Linked DNA regions of Anas platyrhynchos: region 2 is linked to region 1. Evidence: chromatin contacts called from public Hi-C data. All regions are on one chromosome and are shown on one strand. Each heading gives the region's core, a stretch centred on a gene start, on an enhancer-like site or on the middle of the called end of the contact. The rest is flanking DNA. Distances are from core to core; before and after follow the strand shown. Region 1 has its middle 47 kb from the start of HSF2. Region 2 holds the start of GJA1 (gap junction protein alpha 1).

The links. A called contact is a pair of places that touch in the nucleus more often than the background predicts.
Region 2: a Hi-C map of subcutaneous adipose tissue shows a contact between it and region 1, with 4 times the contacts expected there. The contact joins the promoter of GJA1 here to the enhancer-like site in region 1. A contact is called at or near these places in 3 of 8 Hi-C or Micro-C datasets (F1 follicle, skeletal muscle and subcutaneous adipose tissue).

Annotation. Positions count from the first base shown.
Region 1 is chr3:67,375,137-67,381,903 of IASCAAS_PekinDuck_T2T, reverse strand. No RefSeq gene overlaps it. Among named protein-coding and RNA genes, the nearest start is that of HSF2, 47 kb to the right of the region's middle. Within about 2 kb of position 3,158, at least 2 of the 8 cell types and tissues checked have an H3K27ac peak or open chromatin away from gene starts, as enhancers often do. A contact at or near this core is called in F1 follicle and subcutaneous adipose tissue, where this site is marked.
Region 2 is chr3:67,751,371-67,758,137 of IASCAAS_PekinDuck_T2T, reverse strand. It overlaps GJA1 (gap junction protein alpha 1), which reads left to right and starts at 3,046. Exons shown (of 2, transcript XM_005017369.6): 1 at 3,046-3,296.

The sequences.
Region 1 (6,767 bases), core at 1,909-4,408:
AAACCACTTTACAACAGCTCCTTGGAATTTATAGATTTTTCCATTCGCAAATAAACTTTTTAAAAGTTGTAAAAAAAAAAAAAAAAAAAAAAAAAAGCTTTAAATAATTAGGAATTGAATGCCTAAGAGAAAAAGTTCTTTGAAAACACACTGAAGACAGAAACTATGATTTTATCACACTTTCCCCTGGGTTTCTGCTACCCTGGATGCCAGAACTACAGCCACAGAAACACTAATATCAGGAAACATCAACTTTGCAACAGGGAACATAGAGCAGTGCTTTTGAATTCCTCTTTTATATGAGTTGAGCACCAATATGGGGAATTCACCCATAGGACACAACACAGAAATAACTTTTTGTGCTCTAGTTGAATGCCAAGTGTACTTCCACTACCATATTCTGCTTCAAATAATTGCAAAGCCATGATGTACATAAAAGATTATTTGGACATAAGCAAAGAAGTATACAGAAACACATTGATTGCTCCCAGATGGATGCATACTGTGTTGTGGCAGACCATAATACTGCAGAGTGTTTAGCAAATGCATCTATCTGCCCAGTAAATTCCATACAGGACTATATGAGATATTGTAGATTAAAAGTAGAATGCATTCTTTACTTCTAAGAGCAATAGAGCTAGTGACATTTTGGATGATGGGGAGCTAAACAGATATTGAGAAGAAGGGAAAATGGAAGAGAGGAAAATATGAAAATGATTTTGTTTAGGCTGAGAAAGCAAGAAATCAGAAACATATACAAGCATGAACTAGATATTTATCATCATTACTATTGCACAGTATAATGCTTCAAATTTCTTAAAACCTTTCAACCAAAGACTATGAAGCATTAGCAGCCTTTTAGGAATTAATGAAGGTGAAAGACAAGGCCACTGGAAGGAAAATTGAGTTGTACAACAGTTATGGGATTTATCAAAGGTCAGACATTGAATTGGTGACATGAGGAAATAAAAGCATGAAGTTTCCATTCCAGCACCCTCATCTCACAGCTATACTTCATATAAAAGTTTTGCTACTTCTCACGGACATTCTGGCAGAAGCTGAAGGACTTAATAGCCAAAGCAGTACAACTTTCTAGGTTTTCTGAAAACTTATTTGCCTGCCTCAACATGTCCATTTTTTTTAGGAAATAAGATTGAGTAAAACTCCCTGTAAAGATCTTCTTGCTTCAGTGCCAGCTGGACAACTATTTACTGTGGATGCTTTAGCCATGCTATCAGTATGACCAAGTAAAATAGAATCTACCCAAAATAAGAGGTATACAAAACCACCTTTTTTTTTCCCCCATGAAATTAACTTCACAATATATATCTGTAAACTTAGGAACAGATGCACGTAAACACAGATATGTTTTTAATTTCAATATTAGTTACATTATCTTCTGTCTCCCCTAAGTATGTCTCACTCTCCCATTAATGATCCTCTTTATAGTTCTGATGTGAATTTAAAAGAGGAACAAGTCTAAGTCACACAAACTGAGGCTACTACTGATGCCAAGTAACATGAGCACTGTTGCAGCCACGTTTAACACAACAAATAAGGTTTGTTCAGATGTAGTGCTGAGCAATCCAACCACATTAACCATTTCTGCTGACTGCTGCTGACAGGGAGCATTGGACCACAGAGTTACCCCATGAATCTCTCTATGAGCAAGAGAAGTTGCATTCAGAATAGTGAATTGCTGCAGCTGACAGGACAAGGATCAGTGTCAAGGGTTGGGAATAGGAACCTCAAAATGCACCACATATCTTGAAGGTTTACAGAATCATCATAACTTTTTCATGATTAAGTGAGCCAGATCAATTCCTTAACTGTCTGTGGTTTGTCTGTCATCATTTTCACATGTGCCATGATTACTCTGTAAAAAGCTACTCATTTGAAAAGCTAACCCTTCTATTAGGGGGCAAGCCTGCACCACATATTATAAAAGCACATGGAACAAACAGAATCAATTTTCAGCTTTTAAATGAAGTCTAAATGGCCTTCCCCTTTCAAACTGTTCGTGTTAAACAACAAGCACAAGGGGCTGATATTTTCTCTTTGTATGTTGCCAGGGCAATCTCCAGAAATTTTCTGCAGTATATCAAAGACCTATGTTGCATGTACTAAAGTGTATCTTAGTTCAAGAAAGAAAGAGAGAAAGAAAGAAAGAAAGAAAGAAAGAAAGAAAGAAAGAAAGAAAGAAAGAAAGAAAGAAAGAAAGAAAGAAAGAAAGAAAGAAAGAAAGAAAGAAAGAAAGAAAGAAAGAAAGAAAGAAAGAAAGAAAGAAAGAAAGAAAGAAAGAAAGAAAGAAAGAAAGAAAGAAAGAAAGAAAGAAAGAAAGAAAGAAAGAAAGAAAGAAAGAAAGAAAGAAAGAAAGAAAGAAAGAAAGAAAGAAAGAAAGAAAGAAAGAAAGAGGAAGAGAGGAAGGAAGGACGGACATCACAAGGTATGCCACAAGCATGAAAGATAATATTGGTTGCATTTTCCACACCTAGGACTCTGGATGAATCTAATTTGTTGTGTTCTCCTAAAACATTAAACTGCCAAACTATAGTGAGAGACTAACTGGCATATGTATTAGGTGTATCATGAGCAGTCTTACTTTCAGCCACTGGTAATGTGCATCAGCAGACTACATATTCTCAGCCTAGTGTGGCTTATTGCTATTTAAATGGGTCTCATATGTGTAGTTATAATGCTTAACTGCCTTCATAAAGTGTTTGGAGATCTACAGGAGGAAAGGCCGTGCAACTTCAGGACTGCTTTCCACAAACAAAAGACCCATTTCATGGCCACCCATGACTGCAGGGTCTGGGTTCTGTGACCCAAAGGATTGCTGGGACTTCTACAAACTTCTGATAAAACATAATCTCTGCTCAGCTTCTCCAGGGAATCTGGGGATCCTGTTACTAAAAGGTAATGTAAAGCAGTGATGGGTGGTTTAGACACAGTCCTAGATTTTTAGAATATGTAGTTAATGCTTTAAAATTATGTTTCAGAAATCAATAATGGTTAGGCAGCCAAACTCTGATCTCACTGATAATCCAAGTAACTTCAGTGAAGTAATGAATTTACACTTGTCCCAGCAAATGAGATCAGCGTTGGCCCATTTAACAGAGCAGAACCCCACCCAGTGTTATTGTCTTAGCTCTGTAATTATCATCATTGGTTGCTGTTCTGACTGCCTGTAGCTTTAGTCATAAGTCTAAGGTGTTGACAGCTCTTTACTGTCCAAATAATTTAGCTGATCAAGACAAACTATCAATCCACTCATACTCTTCTTTACTACTTCTTAGGAAGCAGTGTTTATTTAGACTGGTGAGTGTAAATCAGTGACATATCCCTATCAGTGACATCACTGCTGATGTCACTATTTACACCAGCGAGGGATGTGTGTGGTGTGCACACAGCAGCAAAAACCAGCTTCTTACAAAAGCACATCTTTACCTCATCCCTTTTCTCACTAGGATTTTCAAGTCAAAATGATAGAACTTCACACAATTGGGAATATTTACTGTGGTTTGTCATCCCTGCAAGCTTACAGACAAGGTGTTCTGCTTCAAAAAAATATTTATTTTGGTTACTTGGATTACTGCCTGGACAGGAAACAATGAAACAGATGTCAGGGAGCTGGATGAGTAATAGAATAATTTTGAAGAGTGATTTGAGCTGCTAAGAAGATGACACTTAAGAGGTCAGAAGCAAAAAACATTTTCCACTTTCTTTCCTTCTGAACTCAAAGCTTGAAGGATAGGCTGTGTGTAATTCAGCCTTGTCAAGCTGGTGTGGTCCTTGCAGCTATTGTTTGGATCTGTTTAGCCATTGTGAAGGTCTTCAACAGTGCCATTTCAGAAAATAAAATTTAAGGAAAAAAAAGAAAAAAAGCAGAGAGATGTGTTACAGATAACACAACAGTGCATGGAATAGTTTCTCTATTACAGACAAATTTACCAGGGAGGCTGGAAAACTCTCGGCTACCCAGCGTGTCCCCAGCAGCACAGCTTTCACTAGCACAGCTGTGCAAGCTCTCCCCTCCCTCCCATTTAGAGAGAAGCCACAGTTGGGGCCGTCCTAGTGCTAAGTGGATGATGAATCATTATTTATTTTACAGTGATAATGATAAGCTTTCTCTGTCTGGATGAGGAACTTTCCCTCTTGGTGCTAGTACCTGGCCCAGTGACAGAGACTTACTTCCTGGCCTCAGTCTACAGCCTAAACTGGCAGGACAGAAGAAAGGTGTGTGGCAGACAGTGCTGTTCTCTCTCCTCCTGAACTGGGGAAGTGGGACACCCAGAGGTGAAGGAAGTGGCCTGAATAACCAAGGGAAGGTCATGACAGGATGGGGGAGCCACTGAAGTCCCAATCCTTAGGCACTTTGATCACAGAACCATCTTGGAGCAGAAGTTTGTGAAACTGACAGCTCTTTACCCTTGTGTAATAGGTCTAGGTAATAACTCTACCCAGGTTAAACGTGCTTTTCTGATGTTCACACATCGTGCATGATGACTCTTCAGGAACAGCTACAGGTGCCTCTATTTCAGAGTGTTGGGGCCCCATCCAGATCTTTCCACTTCCAACATACTGAGCAGCCAAAACTCAAGGAGCACTGAAGGGCACAGCACAGCAAGAAGAGCACCCCAAATTTGTGTAGGGCCATCGCAGCAGGCATCTTATAACAGAGTATCAGGGAAACTGGTAGCTGCAGTCAAGGGACTTCTGTGACAGTATTACCATGCAAAATGTAAATAGCAAATTATTCAGTGTCTCTACTTTTATCACTGTACATTGCAAGTTATCTTCAGACAACTATTAGCAAACTTTTAGGGATGTTGTATCTCACAGTGAAAGCTCGTTGTTCCAGAAAGTAAACACAGAAGTACATCTCTTTGCGTAGCTAAAAGTTTCTAATGTAGAGAACCTAGAAAATATAGTGATCAGTCTACAACATAACCGAAGACTGAAACTTTCTATTGAAGAAAGTTGCTGCCACCTTCAGACGAAACTGAGGATTAGCAGAACACCCATGGAGATAAAATACATGTTTATTCTGAAAAACTGGAAGTCCAGGGAAAAGACAAGTAGCAATAAATCTCTCAATGCTGTGTCATTAATAGTTACAGGTTTCTATGATAAAACATTTATCCTTGTACTGTAAGAGGTCGGAATAAATGATGGCCATGCCTCCTTTAGCTCGTAACACGTATTAGGTTTGGGTGTTTTTTTCTGTTCTGTACAATGCTTTTTTATTTTCATTTTTTTCCTTATAAATAAAGGGTTATAAAATGCTTTAAGATACATACATGTAGTTTCTGTGTATTGCTGCTCATCATTGAGAAGAAAGACACTTGTAATGAGATAAGGAATTGTAGATAACTGTTTGTTCAGATCAGATTTGGGCTAAAACATGGAGCTCAGGATGTTTTCTTTACCATTACAAAGACAGGATGGATTTCTTAATAGCTATAACTTGAATGAGCAAGATCAAGGAGAAGAAAAATGTATTTTTTTCCAAACGATGGGACATTGGGAATAAATGAAGGGAAAAAAGGCAGCCTGATGATTTTTTTCTTTTCATCCTTACTTCAGAGAAACTCCAAGGATTCCTCTAGTATTTGTAGACATTTTAGAGATCTGGTGGACACTCAAAACTATCAAAGTTCAAAAAGAAAAATGCTGGGTGCTGCTCAGCTTTGAGGCTACAGTGTTCCTTAATGACAGCTTCCTGACAGTGTGACTCCACTGGAGTCAGAATCTCAGCATCTCACTAGCCAAAGTCTTACAGAGCCATCTGTAAGATGAGCTTCTAAAAAGTGAAGAAGGCAAGCAGCAAACTTAATGAAGTCTCAGGCTATATTTACTTTGTCAAGTATTTGTGCAGAGCTGTATCTATACACTCTTTAAAGGATAGCCCAGAGAATTTTGACTTTCTGTCCGGGACAACAGGAGACTGGTCATATCATAGCTAAGGCTGTCACCCAGTGCAAATCACTCAAAAAAAAAAAAAAAAAAAAAAAAAAAAAAAAAAAAAGGCAATAAAAATTGTTTTGGTGGTATAGATCAACAGAACCCAGCTGAAAGCCACAGGTGATCAGCACCTCAGAGTCCACAAGATGGTACTCACAGCACTGTCCAGAAAGGACCTGCCGCAAAAATCCCAAACACTGCTCCCAACAAACTTCAGGTATTTACTTAGTTTTAAGATCAAAGCAGACAGTCCTGTGGCAACAGTGCAGGGAGCAATCTTCCCAAGAAACATAGCCAAGCACCAATACTGGATTTGTTTCTGAAAATCAGAAATATATCTGCAGCCTCACATGCAAGGCTTTGCAAAAATACTTTTTATGCAGACATAAATACTTTTAAGAAATAGAAAAAATCTTGTTATCAGGATTTTTAATGATGATTTTAACTTGTTCTCTGACTTCAGTTATGCTGAAAAAAACGTTAGCATAGCAAAGATCAGGCTGCATGAAAAGTCTCCACCAGTCTTTTTATGTACAGGAATACATCAAAGGGCTTCAAGGGGTTTAGTAATGGAACTATGACAGCCCAAAGAATAAACAGAATTTGAGTGGACAGTTGCACAGGACTTAGAGCTTAATCTAGGGAGTCTGCAACTTGCTGAAAAGAGCCAATATTAAAGTAATTATGCATTTAAAACAATTACTATTTATTCTTCAAAGAGTCATACTCGAAAGAAGTAACCCATTTTAAATTATTTCTGGTAATTGCATTGCATCCCCAGATTATATGTCTACATTCTCTTT
Region 2 (6,767 bases), core at 1,797-4,296, 380 kb before region 1:
AGCTGGGGATTTGTGATGGAGTAGACAGAAATCCTGTGAAAGTCCCCTCGAAGGTTCAGTCCCAGAGGTGCACTGGATGGAGTCTGGGCTATCCAGGCTCTGGTACAGACTCTGGGTTGCAGTGTGAACGTGCCCTTACTGACAGTGCTGTAGCTTGCCAAACCAAACACAAACAGGTTCTGCAGTCCTAGCATTGCCACGCTAAAAGATTGCTTCACAAGACAGTGCTGCTTGCTCCAAAAGGCAGAATGTCAATGGAGGGCATTACTGGCCCCAGAGAGCTCTGGGCTCCCAAATCTTCAGTTCTGTGATGTCTAAAGAGTCTGTATTCTGCAATATAAGGCTTCAAATCAAAGTGCAATCTTTTTACTCATCTCTTAATTAAAAACAGACTTGCAGGAGGTCTCAGGTCTGACTCCTCCATGCTTTTCTCTTGAACACAGTTTCAGCTGAAGAGGAGTTTGTGTGAAAAACCATTTGTTCAGTCTGAAAAGCTTCTTTCCATTTGCGGTGAAAATGAGTGCAAGACTTTTTGGTCAACTTTTGAAATGGTGGATCACTGCTGTATCTGAAGCTGAATAAGTTCTGATAAAAGGCTGTGAAACGTGATCATGGAGACATACTTCCAAACTCTTAAAGACGTCTTCAAGGCATTTTTGTCAGGACTCATAATTCTTCCTAATTCTTCACTGTATCACAGTGGAGGCTTGAAATACTTTCCTTTTTTCATGTGGATAATGCTGTATCAGAGCCAAGTGTTATGTTTATTATTGTTGCAAAATTATTCATCCCTAACATACGTGTTTTATTTTTTAAAGTGGACTTTGTGAGTGTTGGGCTTCTTGCTAATACTGTTTGTTTATTTAAGTGGAGAAATACTTCTAGGTGTTTCTTTTAAAAACAGAATGCTTGAATAATTGCAAAGCCAATACAGGAATGTGCAGGGAAAAATGCAAGATCAGGCAAGCTGGACCCTGTGATCTTTGAGAGGGAATGATAGCATTGTGTGGTTGCATGCTATAATTTAAGGGGTTGGGGGGGGGAAGGGAGTGTTTTGTTCTGCTGGTTTTTCTGTTTTTAGTGTGTGGTTCCCACCCCCCACCCCCCGAAAAAGTACTGCTTTCCTAAGGGGCAGCTTTTTCAGCACAAAAACATTGGACACCTCAAATCTCCTTGTCCCTGCAACAGCATGCATGTTTCCATGTCATTGGCACTTTATACTTTGCAGTAGAATAACCAGAGTTTTAGGGGGCAGTAGTAAGAACATTATGTGTACTCCACTCACTACCTATAACAGAGTCATGAAGACACTGTGGCACTATGGCTTGTATATTACATTTTAATTCTGAAGACGGTCCCAGCACATTTTAAGCACAGAGCTCTGTTTCTTCCTTTCCACTTTCCTTTTCCTCAAGCTGTAAAGAGAAAAAGACACCTTAAAACAACACTCAGAGAAGATGAAGAAAAGGTTTCTTTCTGCCATATGGCTTGGCCAAGCCATAAACTTTAACACTTTTGTGTGTGTGTGTGCGTGTGTGTGTGTGTGTGTGTGTGAAAAGGAAAAAATGCTGTCAAAGCTAACAGCCAGAATCAAAGCAAAAGGGGGCAAGCTGGGGAAACAACCATCTTTGTCTGTAGCTGGAGGAAGGAGAATGGAGGGTGGACACTTCTAGTGTACTGGCTCTTCTTCTCAAACAGGAGGCAGTGTGGTCTTCTGCAAACGACTCCAGAGCAAGAATAATGATTGTGTGCGTCTTTCGCAGCTTCAAAGCTCCCTGCTGAGTGCCTTTCTACAAAGGTCTTGTCTTAGTTCTCTCATCTAGTGAGTTCAGAGTGGAAAAAGTTTAGGCACAAGCTGCGAAAAATGAGCAGGAATATCTATGCTGTGCTATAGAGTGTAGTGTTCTTTACCTCAAGAATAAATTGTAAATGAGGACCTTTACTTGGGAAACTCTCAATGGCCACTACTGGACTTCTCACCTTTCTTATAACCTTTAAAAAGAAAACAAAAAACACTCTCCCATACTAGTTAACATGGATGATCCCAGAAATATCCCATTAGAATAAGAGGAACTGAAACTCAAACAAGGCTGGTACGATCCAAAATGCGAAACTTCATTAAGAACTATCAAACCACTGACTGCGTCTAGAAAAGCTCTTAAGCAACCCTGCAGAGGAGCTAATGCCCCATGACACGCAAAGTGTAAGACCGATTCCTAACATAGTTTGGACTTCATGTGTGAGGAACTTAGCACACACACCGAAATAAATTAATCTCTCTTCTGCAGAAGAGGCTTTTTGCAGGGAGCATTTAATCATGGACTGGTCAGGAGCAAAGCCAAACCAGCTTCATTCTGACTGAATAGATCAGCTTTGGAGCATGCTTTTGTTCTGTAAAAATGAGTTGAAAAATTATCAGGAGCATTTCTTCCCACTGTTTAACTCTGAATTTCTGAACTGTGCTTTATTTTCTGAAATTTCCTGGAAAGAGTTTCCTGGAATGTGAGATCATTTCTTCATTTCTCCCATGGGATGCATGCACACACAGACACACAAGCAACAGTTAAAAAATGTGTGATGGATATATCCCGTCGAAACAAACACACCGGTCCTTGCGTGTACTTTCATGTCTGCACGTAAAGGAAATGGACCCGAGTAAACAAAGTGATACTAACAACAAAACGTAAGGGGACTTGAGAGGGCTTTCTCTCCACACAGTGATCAGGAGACGGCGACAGCAGCCGGGCAGCCCAGCCCTAGCACCCGGGAGGTTGACGCCGGTCCCCCACCCGCAGCATCTTCCCTGTCCCGGCCGGGCTTGGGCCAGGGCGGGCCGGGAACCGGGAGCTGGGGAACGGGGGCTGGGACCCGGGGGCCTGCCCTGGCCGCGGTTTTGTTGCATCAGCAGGAGCCGACCTGAAGGAGCTCACGCTCTCCTCCTGGCCGTCCCCGTTTTTGCTGTGCCGTCAGTTCTCGCCCTCCTCCCCCACCTTCCTCCTCTCCATTTGCAGAGTGCCCCTCCTCCTGGGCTGCTACCCCTCCTTTTCCCCTCCTCTTTCACAGTCAGAGGCTTGAAAACTTGTTAAAAGCTCTCCCAGTGTTCCAAGTTAGAAAAAACTTTTACGAGGTATCAGCACTTTTCTTTCACTAGTGGGGAAGGAAGGATGAAAAATACAAAACAGCAGTAGACTTTTAAAGTTTAAATAGACAGGTCTGAGTGCCTGAACGTGCTCTTCCATTTTACTTTAACCCTCCAGAGAAGTATCCTGATCCAGCTTCACTGCTGATCAGCAAGGGTAAGTTGAAAGTTTTCCTTTCTCATCTTTTTGTGTATACGTTTTTTTTCTAAAAACTTTTTTTCCACTCTAAGAACTTCGCGTTATTTCGCTGATGGTCGAACTTGTTAGGGAAAACAGAACAAAACAAAACAAAGCGTGCGTGTAAGTTTAAACTTACAGGGATCATTCTTTGCTTCCTTTTGTCATATTTTTATACATTTCTGAAAATACGACCCGACTACAACTTCTAACCATGCGCCACTGAGAGAGGAACTGCGGTGAAATTATGCCTGCACAGCTGGGACACAGACTTGTTGCTCATGTTTCAGAGAAATCACTGCTGTGTGCTTGTCTCTGCCTAAATGAGCTCCTTTAAAGAAAAAAAAAAAAAGAAAAAAGAAAAAAAAAACACTTAGGTGCTCTTTGCTCTTCTCCGTTGCACTGAAATCCCACCAGAAGTTTGTAGCAGTGAGGCTTTGTCCCCAGTGTGCCCCACTTACACCCCACTCATTTGGCTTCCCTATAGCAGCCCCGACTGATGCCGACTCGCTTGTGCAGAGCAAGGTTCTTAATTAGTTGCTTTGTTAAATGCAGCAGCTACCAACGTGGTGACTTTCACGTGGTCTTTCTGATGATTTTTCCCCTTTTCTTTGAAAACAGATGTGATAAAAGCCAGACGTGGGTTACGGAGTTTTAACCTAGTTTGTATATAGTTACTCTGTTTTAGCAACCTCAGTAAAGGGATTTTAGGGAAGGAATGTGAGATATCATGATATGCTTTACCACGTTGGCAATGTCTGTGAAAGTCTTGGGTGGATATAAATGAAAGTTGTCTAGGAAGAGCTGTGAAAGAATATACACAATATGTGTCATAATCCCAATATGACACATTCCTTTTATATTACCTTGAAGGCTTAAATACTTTCAAAACGTGGGGAAGAGGAATGCTAGAGCAGCATCTCTTGGCATACTCACAAGTTTTTTAAATTGCAATACTTGGATTGATTTCGTATTGCGTTTGTTGCTTGCTGCTTGCAAACAGTGAAAGAACAACATGGAAAAGGAAACAGCAGGAGAAAGGACCTTCAACTGAAATATGAAGCGCGGGATCTATCTTATCAAGTAGCATGCTCTACTCTCTAAACAAGAATATTGTGTGCTTATGTCTGTCCTTAGTTTTGCCTCATGATAACCAGCAAGCCATATGTAGGGGCATATTTTGTCTGAGGAGCTCCTTTAGACTTTTGTACATGAAATTCCTGAAAGCCTATGGTAATGGGGATAAAAATGTCCTACGAACACCTTGTGCCTGATTTCTGTGTGCGCTTGCATGTGCGTTAGTGTATAGGGAACAAGTTGGAGGACTGGTGTGAAGCTTTCATCCTGCCATTTTTAACATCTGGACAGCACACTACACTGGAGTATTTAAGCCTCTAGTCTTTGAGATGTTTACTGAAGTGTTTCCTTCAAAAACTTCAAAGCCAAACACTGGCACTGACCCATGATACCTAACAAGCATACAAATGGGAGAAGGGTGAGCGGCAGGCTGAGTTCAGGAGGAGGAAGAGAGGGACACAAGGGATTTAATTTGTGACATAAATCTGAATGCTTATATGCTCAGGAGTGCAAACAGATTCAACATTGCAAAGTTATCTCTGCTTCCACATAATGCAAGCCTACAAGATTAGTCTTATTTGTCTCTGTTTAGGCCAAGGATTCTTGTGGGCATGGGGAAGGTTAGATGACATTGAGCAATATCTGTTTCATCAGATACATTTCTCTCCTTCCTCAGTCTCTGGTACACTCCACCCCATCTTTCTTTCCCTCCCCCCCCCCCCCAGATATTACCCACAGAATATATCTCTCATGGAGGCATCTGGTCTGTTGCTTATTCTATACACGTACTTGTTAGAGTTACAAATTTCAAAATCTGCAAGTATGAACGTCAGAGGGCCTGAGGCCCCCTCAAGGAATTCGGCATTTCTTTTAGTTCCAGTGTGAGTCAGAAGAGGGATGAATTTGGGCAATAACGTAGAGGGTAGACGTGACCTGTACCACTAGAGAGTGTTCAAGAAACTGCTTCTGGCTGCTTTGGGTCCTTTTGTAATTACATTTTAGAAGTGAATTGGCAGTAGAGAATACTACATGGGAGAGGCAAAGTCTATAGGGAAGATCCACTGGTGTCTGACCACCAACAATACCAACAGACAATGAAAAAAGCAGACAGCTGAGGCACTTGAAATTCTACTTATTGCAGCCATTTAGAGTATAACCTTAGTCCAGCAGATTAAATGAACAGCACCTTTCCAGGGGAATGTCTAAAAGACACTTGCTAATTTTTGTGAGATATCAGAAAACTATCTTTCGCTATTGCAACCCATCTAAATGTTTTCAGTTGTACATCTCACTTGATTTCTCTCCAGTGCTGCTTACTTTTGGGAAATGATCACGTTGGTTGATGTTCAAGGTCCAGAAGCTTCTCTTTTGCTGACTACTTAATTTTTATGTGTGCTTAATTTTTTATAGGAGAACAAAAACTTTGTTCTGTTTCTGACTGCTTCAGCTGCACAATCCTGTTTTAGATCCCACTCTAAACCCTTACTGCTCTTCCGTCCACTAGCATGTGACCTTCTAACACTGTAGTCAGACCTGGACATGTTACCACAACACTGAGTTTATATTATTCTTCCTGAAAAATATGAACCAGATGACATGATGAATGTTGTCCATAAAAAATAGTTCTAGAATTTCTTAATTGTGGCTTGCAAATCAGATTTCTTATATATGTGGTCATCCAAAAGCCTTTACAGATGAATGCTGTCATATCTCCTGCTGCTTTTTTTTTTTTTTTTCTTCCCTATCTTTACCCACACGCAGTAGAAGCTGGCAGAAATCCACTTTTAAAAAGGTTAATAGGCCTGCATTAGTCCAACTCAAATAAACAAACAAATAAATAAATAATCCTGTAAGTAATAATCAGTAAGAACTCATGGAATGCACATATGCATCATCACCCATATCCTTAAATTCCTGAAGTGCCGAAATTGTACCAGTAGATCAGGTCAACCTGTGTTATTTAGTGGAACTGTTAAAAGAAGTTTAATTGTTAAAAAGAGACTTGAAGGATGAATAAATCGTTTTAAAGGCAATCTTCCATCAATTTCAAACTATTTACAAAACTAAAATACATATTTGTTTGATGAAGAACATCTTTTTATACATAGTAAACATATTTTGTAATCAGTTAATAAAAATGGTCTTTCAGTGTTCTGAAAGTGAAAAAGTTAGATCCGATGAATGAGTTTTCTCTAAAGCAATATGAAGTACTGTGTTTCATAAAGCAACAGAATCCACTTAAGTAGAGGAATAATATATTTGTGCCACCACAAGGTTATCTGATTAACAGCACAATGTTTTGAATTGATGTGGGTTTTTATCACTGGCAAAGGCTAGCGTGTAACTGATCTCTTAAAAAAAAAGTGTTTTTTT